Linked DNA regions of Xenopus tropicalis: region 2 is linked to region 1. Evidence: chromatin contacts called from public Hi-C data. All regions are on one chromosome and are shown on one strand. Each heading gives the region's core, a stretch centred on a gene start, on an enhancer-like site or on the middle of the called end of the contact. The rest is flanking DNA. Distances are from core to core; before and after follow the strand shown. Region 1 holds the start of atic (5-aminoimidazole-4-carboxamide ribonucleotide formyltransferase/IMP cyclohydrolase). Region 2 holds the start of ramp1 (receptor (G protein-coupled) activity modifying protein 1).

Region 1 (5,156 bases), core at 1,395-3,894:
AATCTACAGCATCTTCATTTTACTGAATATCCTGCATGGCAGTCCATGACAAGTAGGCTGGATAACTGTTTCGTTGTAGTTGTATAATAACCGTGACACTCCCAACTCAGCATGGCTGCCAGTACCTATGCTCTGTAAAGCACATCAGTGCAGGATATGTCCGTCTCTTTTAAAGGAACAGTAACACCAAAAAATTAAAGTGTATAAAAGTAATAACAATATAATGTACTGCTAAACACATTGTATACTACAGAGGTTCTCTTTTACTGGCGATATATCAATATTAACTATTTTAGAACTTTAGAGCACATGTACTTTTTTTCACCAGTGAAGGGGAACAGGACATAATATTTAGATGCAATCAAATGGTAGGTATGGATTACCTAACCTGGAACAATCACCAAGTAGTATTTACTGGGTACCTCTCACCTCTAATATGGGCTACTAAATTTAAAGGGGTTGTAAAGTAAAAAAAAAAAAAAAAAAACCTCCAAGAAACTGGCTTTTGTTTTTTGATTTTTCAATCCCTTTGGGTGGCGACTAATCTCCCCATGTACCAGAACCCTTAAATGTAGAGAGATAAAAAGATTACTTAGTATAAACAGATAAATAAGTTCTTTACCTGACAGAGAGGCCAGCATCCCGCAGACACTTTGCAGTCCCTCCAGAGGCAACTAAAGAGAGGCCAAGGGTGCTCAGCTGCTGCGCAAACTCTACCAGTCCGGTTTTATCAGACACACTGAACAGAGCTGCAAATAAAAATTAAGAACAGAAATATTCCTTAACATGTGACTCAAACTGGAATTACACTGCATTATTACATCAAGCTCCATAACATCTGCTGTCTGCTAGTGGTCACATGGTAGAACTGAAGTCAAATACAGTAAATGTTCAATGACTGCTCAACTGAGCATTCCCACTCTCTTAAGATGAGGGGGATGACTTTCCAGCTATACAACTAACTGGTTTTGTAATGTTGAGCATTAGATACACTTCTGGGTACAAACAATGGGGTACTAATAAATTAACCTATCATTTTTCTACAAAGTGCCTGTTTATCTCCCTTTGTTTGTTTTTTAGGGTTTTTTCCTTACGGCATATCAAGTGGCTTACCAATTTTATGATTATAACTTTAACTATAAACATGTTTTCTAAAAATACATGCACTTGCACAGGTACTAGGTTACTTTCGTAACAGTGGGCCAGGGAATGTACATTGATGAATCCCCCCCCTCTCTTCTCTATGTTTGTAGCTAATTTGGCCAGATCAGTTGCATTTCCCTTGAACTTATTTTTTACTTAGCCTTCGAGTGCTCCCACAACCCCACATTTTGTGTTTTTTATGGTGCTCAGAGCCCGCCCCATACAGGGTAAATTTAGATTAAAACCGTACCCCCATTACTTGTTACAAAATAAAGAATATTTAAAAAAATTTAGATTAAAACCAATTGCACATTGGCATTTCATATATGAAGCAAGCAAGAACCCATGCACAGCAATTTATTTTTCCAATAAAACCACAGGATCATTGGTTTTATTTTGGGGGGGTTGTTTGATTTACTGTCTCATTAAATGGGGCTCCCATGAGCAGAAAGTCTTGTGCAGTGTCTTGCTGCATGGACCTAGCCGAGTACCATTTACATAGTGAATAAAGTACTGCCTATTGTAAAATATAAGGATATTACAAGTCATCGAGGAGTTCTACAACCATATATAAGCATGAGGCTGAAGGCCAAGTGCTTTTATACAGGTCACGAAACTCTGAGGTGACTTCTAATATCCTTATATTTTACAACAGTGTACATTATTTATTATAATATACAAGTTTTAGTAAGTCATGTGACAGAAATTACATCACTAAGCTCCGATTATAACTGATGACATCACTAAGCACTGTTTTTAAGGATATAATTTACAGTTTGGTCCCATAGGGAAATGACCAAACCGTATATTATATAGTGAATAATGTACTACCTGTTGTAAAATATAAGGCTAACATAAGTCACAGAGGAATTCCCTGACCCTATCAGGTCATGGAACTGTGCAAGGTTACTTCTAACATCCTAATATATATAAGGGAGGATATATATAAGGGAGGATATATATAAGGGAGGATATATATAAGGGAGGATATATATAAGGGAGGAGTACTTTATTTATTATAATACACAAGCTTTCACAGGTGATAGAAAAGACATCACTAAGCACCGTTTGTAAAGATATAGTTTGCAGAATATTGATGGTACCTGTATATTATAAAGTGGCAACAGAAAAGCAATAATTATAAAAGATTGGAGGAAGAGAGTTTTAGTTCCGCACACAACTGAGCAGGACACAATAAAAGCCTGAGCTGCAGAACTAAATGATATAAAGGCCACATGGACGGAATATGGATGGGTCAGTGTGCTCGGCAGTGTGGGCGCAGAGAAAAGCCAGGCAATACGGATGCAACACAAGGTACCACAGGATGTAGCGCTAACCTGCGCGGAAAGTAACAGGCGCACTAAAATGGGGTAAACTAATCGGAAGGTACTAACAGGCTACTGATTCCGCCCCCTGTCGCACTATGGAAACAGATTCGCTTACCGATCTCCGCCATCTCTGCGCTGGTCGCTAGCAGCTACACGTGGGGCAGATCCCCGAGGCCTGCTGGTTTTGAGAAGGCGTGGCCAGACACAGGATGGGCGGGGCTCCGACGATAATTTTGGACTTGGCAGGTAACAAGTAGCGGGACGTTTCCTCGAGTGGGCGGGGCTAAGTGACAGGCGTGTGATGGGATTTGAGAAAGGGGCGGGGGCGTGGGCGGGGGCGTGGCGAGGAACTAAATGTTACTGCGTAATGATGAGGAAATTAAATAAATAGGCGCGTATAAGGGACTCCCTGATTCAGTCAGACAACGTAGGGTTGCCACCTGGCCAGCGAAAATTACACTTGATGCTTGATGTAAAAGGAAATTATATACAAAAGGCAGATTTTTTTTCTAGAAAAGGTGTAAACCATATTGACACAGGGTCACAAATGGGGGTGTTCTTTTTGTGTGTATTATAGGGGGGAAGTGCCTGCAGGGATATTCACTGGTACCCAACGCTGCACTGTACAGCTAAGCACCCCTTATTGGGCCATTATAGGGTTAATGTATCTGCACATAAATCTAACACCCTGATAAGGAGCAAGGGACCTGAGGGGATGTGAGGGAGCCTGGGGCACAGGTGCTGGCGTCTCTGCTGACACTGTAACCCCCACGCCAGGAGGCACCTGGAATACATCAGCGCCCAGTCACATGGGTATGAGGCCGGCATGGCAAGGGTGTTGTGTTTGGCACAAACATTTGTTATTTAATCCCCTCCTGCCACCAGTGCAATTCCCACATTGTAGTTGCACCTGACCCTGATCTTGAGCCCTCTGCCTGCCTTGTTCCTGGATTCCTGTTGTGAGACACTTGATCTATAGCCTGTAACTTGTGCCAGTCTTGCCTGTACCACATGGAAGAGTAAGGACTGTCCTGCCCAAACCCAGTACCAACTCTGCCTTTCTGTCTATACCTGCTATCTATTGTCCCTCCTGAAGGCTGCCAGCTCTTGCAATACAATCAGGCCTTAAGGTGACCATACACGGGTCAACTCTAGCTGCTGATATTGGTCCTTTAGACTGAATTGGCAGCGTATCTGCTCGTGTATGGGAACGTCGGGCCTGTCTGACCAACATCTGGCCTGAAATCGGCAGATCTCGATCGGGCAGGTTTCATTGATCGGGACCGCATTGGCTTGTTGATGTGGTCCCCGCCTATACCCACCGTTCTAATTTGATCGCTTGGCCCCTGGACCAAACGACTGAATTAGCCTGATGTTCCCCTCTCATAAGTGGGGATATCAGGAGAAGATCTGCTCAGATCTTATCGTGTATGACACTACCTTTACAGTATAAAAGCTTCAAGTCCCATTTACCCTCTTTGGCCCATGCAGCACAGCAGGGGGTGCTGCTGTTACAAATAATGACATCAGCAGTGCAAAACCGAATGCTAAAGAGGATTAAAAAAATGAATGTAAAGTGCTCAAAAGATAGCAAAGTAATTTACATTAATGCGATTTGGGGGTGTTTAGTTTCCCTGTAATCAATGGAGTGTAGACATTTAATAGTAATGCATTGAGAGACACAAGCAGGGAATTGTTGATGATGCAAAGACATCAGTGCCAAGTGCTGCAGCTCTCCTCGTGTGAATGATAAGCTTACTGGGCATCATGGGATTTGAAGTCTCTACCCACAAGTCAGTGCATATAGGTTCAACTGCCACTTCCACATTAGTACTGAACTGGCGCCAAATACTATGACGCAGGCTCAGTATGTAGGACTACATTTTCAGGCATTACCTCTTCCATCTGCAAGGATAGTTTTCACGCCAAATATGGCAGCGCAGGCTCAGTATTTAGAGACACACTTCCGGGCTCATCTACTTCTGCCTGCCTAAGTGGATTTTTCGCCAAACATTCCAGTGCAGATTCAATATTGGATACAGTGTCTTCAAACACCTCCCTCTCAGCTGGGGACACGAAAATAGTATCGGCAAAATTTTTTCCCTCACTCTCGGGGAAGAGTGAGGGAAATATGTTTCTGTATATCCACAAAAACAAATGTAGGGGATCAGAGAACCCTGTCCCCTGTTTGTCAGTCTGTGATCTCATCCAGCCTAGCCACAGACTGGGGAGGGATCTGATTGGCTGGATGCCCCAGTGCACGTCTGGGAAAGTTGTGCCTAAGTTTTTGAGCCAAAAGTCTAGGGGCAGGCCCAGCAATTTATAAAGGGAGCCCCTGCTGTTGTTTGCCAGTGCAGAGAGAGAGAGATCCAGAGTGAGCAGCCAGTACAAAGTGTGGTGTGTTCAGATTTGAAAGAATAAAAGTCTGCTGGGCTGCCAGGGAGTATAAAGTCCTCTGTGGAACTCTCTGTGTGTGTCCCCTGCAGTGAACAGGTATTGCCCGTTTGCCTGCTAAGTGGGAGCAGCCTCCTTTTCAACGGGGAAGGTACTCTGGGGGCAGGTAGCGCTACCTGGGGAGACTAAAGAGCTTTTGGGGAAGGGACTGAAATGATTTAAGGGTTGGGGTCTATCCGGATCCAAGTTGGGGCTGGGCAAGTACAGAGACTGTGCCAGCTGTGGATAACC
Region 2 (5,156 bases), core at 1,513-4,012, 510 kb before region 1:
CCATCCTGCCTCTTCTGATGAGTTGTGCCCAAGCATGTCTATTTACACCGGTGAACCCCCAAGTTACCATCACCCTAAATGGGAACTCTAGGGCTGCCACTGCAAGTTGTGTCAAAAAGCAGTCTTGCACCAATAGAATTAACCCCTTTTAGAGATGTGCATTGGAAGTAATGGAAGCCCTACTGTATGTATGTTAGCCATAACTTGGCACCCAATTTGTGAGCACAAACTGTGTTTATTGTGAGGCATCAGGCACACCTCTCTCTTCACTCCTTAAAATTGTGCTTTTCACACTGCACTGCATTTGTAAATGACCTTTTAAATGACCTTTTATTTCTATAAAGAGGAGGCAAAGGTCTTTCTGCCACATCATCTTTATTCCAAAAGATTCTCTGGGAGGAAGCAAATGGCCCTCTGCCCCAATAACCTTGATACAAGAGACTCCACATTTTCAGACACAAGAGACACAGGGATCTGAGCCATAAGAGCAGTTATTCCACACCTACAGTAGAGGTGTCACATCTATGGGAGCATGAAGAGCGGCGATTTATAACCTATAGTGAGTGGACAATAAGTTTACACCACAAGAGTAGAAAAGCATAACTACTTGTAGACCTGATGTGGTGTTTGTTAAATAATTTCAAATTAAAAGCATTGCTGTACATGTCCTTTGCCAATGGTTAGATCCTTGGGTGCAGACTCCCCTGGAGAGTGGCAGAAACTTTCCGTGAGATGACATATTCTCCTCCTACAGAGAATGTGCAGGAAACCTACTAGTTGTATAAAGGTGGCGACACATGTGCAAATTTAAGCTGCTGATTTTGGTCCTTAAGGGCAAGCACCCACGGACTTACTTGCCCGTGATAGATCACTGCTATTGCAGGTGAGTACCCGCTCAGAAAAGGGTTTCCACCAGCAACAATAGAAGTCACTGGTGAAAAGACCTTTGCATCAATTCGGTCTCCAAAGCCGTGCAAAGTTGCCTGCAGGAGGAAACTTTCCATGACTTCAGAAACCGAAACCTTGTATGACCACCCTAAGGGTGAAGACACACAGCAATTAGTTGCTGTGATTTTTTAAAAAGTCATGGCAACAAATCCGCACAGCTAAAACCTGCACAAGATTAGTCACAGCGACTTATACACTACCCTATGGTGGGAAAATTGCCACGATTAGTCTGTGCAACTGACTTTTTAAAAACTAAACTAGAATAGACAATGCTGATCATTTAGTGATAATTGTCTCTATGTGTGTTTTAGCAGAGGCAATTCTCAGTATGGCAGGGTATTTTCTTGAGTTTAGTAGCTGTAACAGTTGGCTGCTACTAAGTAGCTCTGTGTTTCTTTGCCCTAATTGCAGGGGGTCCCTTAATTACATATAAAGGAACAATACCTTCACTCATCCACATACACAATGGAGGGACTTAAGAAAGGCCTTCCTTTCACTTACACAGGAACAAGACACCATAGGCCATTGTATATCAGGGTGTTTTCCTACCCCCCTGTTGTGACAACAAGAATGAACAATGAAGATACACCTGTTCCCCTCTACTGATCACTTGCATATGATGTTAATGGGGAAGCCACTTGGGCTTGAGATTTTTGCCTGAAATGTAGTGAGGCAAACATGGCAAACTGTGTTTTCAGCCAAGAATTGCCTTTAAGCATGTGTTTATACATGTCACACAGAGAATGCTATGGGCAAGTGACCTGTGCTACAAGTAGCACAAAGAAAAACTCAATTTGCCAACTCATTTAAAATTATGGGTTACTGTACTTCCAACAGAGGGGGGTGTTGGAAGAGCCAAGATAGGGCAGGGAAAGGTGACACAAATGAATGGGAAAGGCCACTGGCAGCCTGCACTCTAATATTCTGGGCTACCTGGACTTTGTGGGAAAACAAGGACTGAATGCAATATTCACTGTGTGGCGGATAAATTCAATCCTTGGAACTCTTTAGGCACACAGCCCCCCATCCCCACACCTGCCCTCCTAAACAAGATGGATGGCATGACAAATGGCAACCCCAGTAGCACCCTATCTCCCACCCAAGAGTGGCCAAGGGCTGAATCCATCTCTCCAGCTCTGAGCAGCTGATTGCCAGAGACACAAGCGGATTCCATGCCTCAGGCTGGAGATAGGAAGGTACCATGACTGGTACAGGTGACTCCCCAGCCATTTCCAGGAATGCCTCCTTATAGAGAGCAGGCTGGACACTCCCCTCTGTTAGTTGGATGCCTCCACCAAGCGACCGGCGCTACATTTAGTTTGGGTGCCCGGGTCAGTAAGTTACACACACGGACACTCCGGGCAATGAGAGAGCGACCTTCCTCCCACACAGACACACGCCTGCACTGCCTGCCATTCAAAAGAAGTTTCCCGTAGCGGCGGAGACAATCCCAGCGGAAGGCTGAACCCAATCCAGTGTAAAGTGGAGCAAACGAGGGAAGACTGCCTAATTGGCCGTGTGTCGCCCCTCAGTGCGGGACGGGAGAGCCCAACTCGCAGGGAAATGCCTCGCCGCCTCACTCACTGGAACCCAGCTGCCACCTGAGGGGGGATATGGGAGGCTTTGCGCTTTATTCGTCCAATACCGTCTGTCCTACAGAACCATTCTGACTGCCGACTGCATCAAAGTATTATCAGTGCTGGGTGGTCCATTTTGGCTCCTCCTGTATATTTTGGTAGGGGGGGGGGGGTGAGGGCATTTGTGCTGGTCCTGCACCTGGTTGCTGCACCCAACAGTGGGACTAAGAACTGTGCTGTGATGGACGCCTCCCTGTGAGATACACCGGCAGCACAGACATGCCACAGGGATTCCTCCTCAACCCCCAGCACCTTCTATGGATCCTCCTAGGTGAGTGGCCATCCCTGCCATACCCAGCACAGTTGCCATGTTCTACTTCTCACTCTCAGGGTTCCAGTCTGACAGCTGATAATTACTATTTACTGTGCCTTTTCCATTAAACTATCTCCTATGGGTAGAGCTCACACCCTTTCTCATGTTTATCATCACATTGAGCCTCACATGGCTGTAACAGCAGCTTCTTTACTTCCCATAGTTGTAACATACAATGTGTGATTTACCTGCACAGTGAATGGTCCAGCCTGCACCCAGGGTAATGCTACTCTTTAGTTTGCCAGTCATCCATACATCTTAGAAAGTTCTGTTTCTATCTCAGAAAGTTTGCACAGATACAGCCTTTTTATTATAGTGTCTTTTCTCTGTACTTGTTATGTAGTATCATTTGGTTATAACACCAGGACCCATTGAGCCCAATGCCTTATAGATATCATTATAGGTTTGCCAGTTGGAGGAGTCACAAGAATGGAGAAGCAGGAAAAGGTGATGTACCGTGTTAGCCAGTCAAAAAATGTTTACAGGGTAACCCTTTTGAAATAAAAAATACCAAAAGTGGTATAAAGGTGATACCTTTGGCTTGCTAAGATAACCATAGCAAGCTTTCAGAACATTTTAGTTCCTTTTTCAAGCTGATTACCTTTGAAAAAGGAACTAAAATGTTCTGAAAGCTTGCTATGGTTATCTTAGTTAGCCAATAAAGGTATCACCTTTATACCACTTTTGGTATTTTTTATTTCAAAAGGGTTACCCTGTAAACAAGAATGGAGAAGAAATTCTCTTATGTAGCAGATAATGCATTGGGAGTCAAATACACAGTTTCAAGGTTGAAGTTTTAAAAACACCAATAAATATTACTTGATGTATAATGTGATCCAGTAATCAATCCAGTTACATCTGCTGCTGGACAAGGGTATCCCAGTACAGATTGGGCATGCTTGGGGGCTGTGTGTTTAAGTGATGAAGCTGAATTGTCTGCCTTGGGAGAGAGTCTATAAACATCACTAATAAGAAAATGATTAATAATCTTGCTAAAAAAAAAGCCTGTAAGGCATAGTTGTCCTTGCTTCCTTATACTCTCAGCCACACTTTACAAAACATATACATTTTTAACTTCTAAAAGGTAACCTCCTCCAAATACAAAGTTTTCCCTGTTGTACAATGCAAGAATGTGTAATTCTAAGCAACTTTTAAATATTAATTTATTACACATTTTCAATGGTTTTAAAATTATTTGTAAATGTTATTACTATTGATAGCAGTGTCTGTCTGGCTGTTTATAGTCTGAGCACTTCTGGCTCCTGGAACTATGTAGCAGCTGATTAACAGACCTGGGGGAGAACTGAATTCTGCTACATTGTTTCAGAAGTCAGAGCCAGAGAAGAGAAAGGGATAAACAGATACTGCTTATGATCCCAGTTACATTTACAAATAACTGTAAAACTACTGAAATTTTATAGTGACAGTTGCTTTTATTTTGCAAAAAAGAAACACACAATTGAGATTGCACAAAACGCGATTTTTCTTGCTGCATTAGCCAGGGCATTGCTGGTACCAAGCAAACTCCATAAAAAAAATCATTGGAATCCATATACCTTTGCTTTATGTGATAGCTGCACATAACCTGATACAAAGCAGACTCCATAGAACTAATAGAGGCATACTCATAATGCTTATAACATGTTATCTCTCCAAGTGCCACAAACCTCTCTGGGGTGTTTCGTCCAGCTTGTTTGCTGTAGAACAAAGACAAAGCGAGGGAGCAAGTGTTCCTTGTGCAGATTTTGGGGGGAGAGGGGTACTGCCAGCTGAAATAATGTGGGAGGGGGAATGAGTGTTGAGTTTTTCTTTGCAGTAATTAGAGGAAGGTATGGAAAAATGGCTGCAGAGCTGCTAATAATAGGAGACAGATAGGTTTTTGTCTTGAGGGTAAGTAAAGAGTACTGGCCTAGTTGTGCCGCACAAATGAGCTCGTTTTATAAGTAAGACCTGGAACATACTTGTTCATTCAGTTCTGATAACCTGTATTTTGGCAGATGTTATTATGGGTACCAAAGCTGTGCCACTTTCTGTGGTAATGCGATGCATATCCCTGAGGTACTGTATTAGTAATGGCTCTAACAGCTAAGAAGTGCAACATTCAGATCCAATGCTTATTTGTCCTATAGGTTCTCTTTAAAATGAGCTTTACATATATTGTATGTGACCTACTCAGTTACTTTTCATTTGGTCTATTTGTTTCTTTTTACTTATTTGTCCATGAATTCTGCCTCTTTCCAGGTCTCAGTTAAAATGCC

Evidence for each region. A called contact is a pair of places that touch in the nucleus more often than the background predicts.
Region 2: a contact with region 1 is called in a Hi-C map of neurula embryo, with 1.9 times the contacts expected there. The contact joins the promoter of ramp1 here to the promoter of atic in region 1. A contact is called at or near these places in 2 of 5 Hi-C or Micro-C datasets (brain and neurula embryo).

The regions. Positions count from the first base shown.
Region 1 is chr9:58,681,839-58,686,994 of UCB_Xtro_10.0, reverse strand. atic (5-aminoimidazole-4-carboxamide ribonucleotide formyltransferase/IMP cyclohydrolase) reads right to left here and starts at 2,644. Exons shown (of 16, transcript NM_001005460.1): 1 at 2,587-2,644; 2 at 623-749. The coding sequence starts at 2,599.
Region 2 is chr9:59,191,754-59,196,909 of UCB_Xtro_10.0, reverse strand. It overlaps ramp1 (receptor (G protein-coupled) activity modifying protein 1), which reads left to right and starts at 2,762. Exons shown (of 3, transcript NM_001079345.1): 1 at 2,762-2,856. The coding sequence starts at 2,805.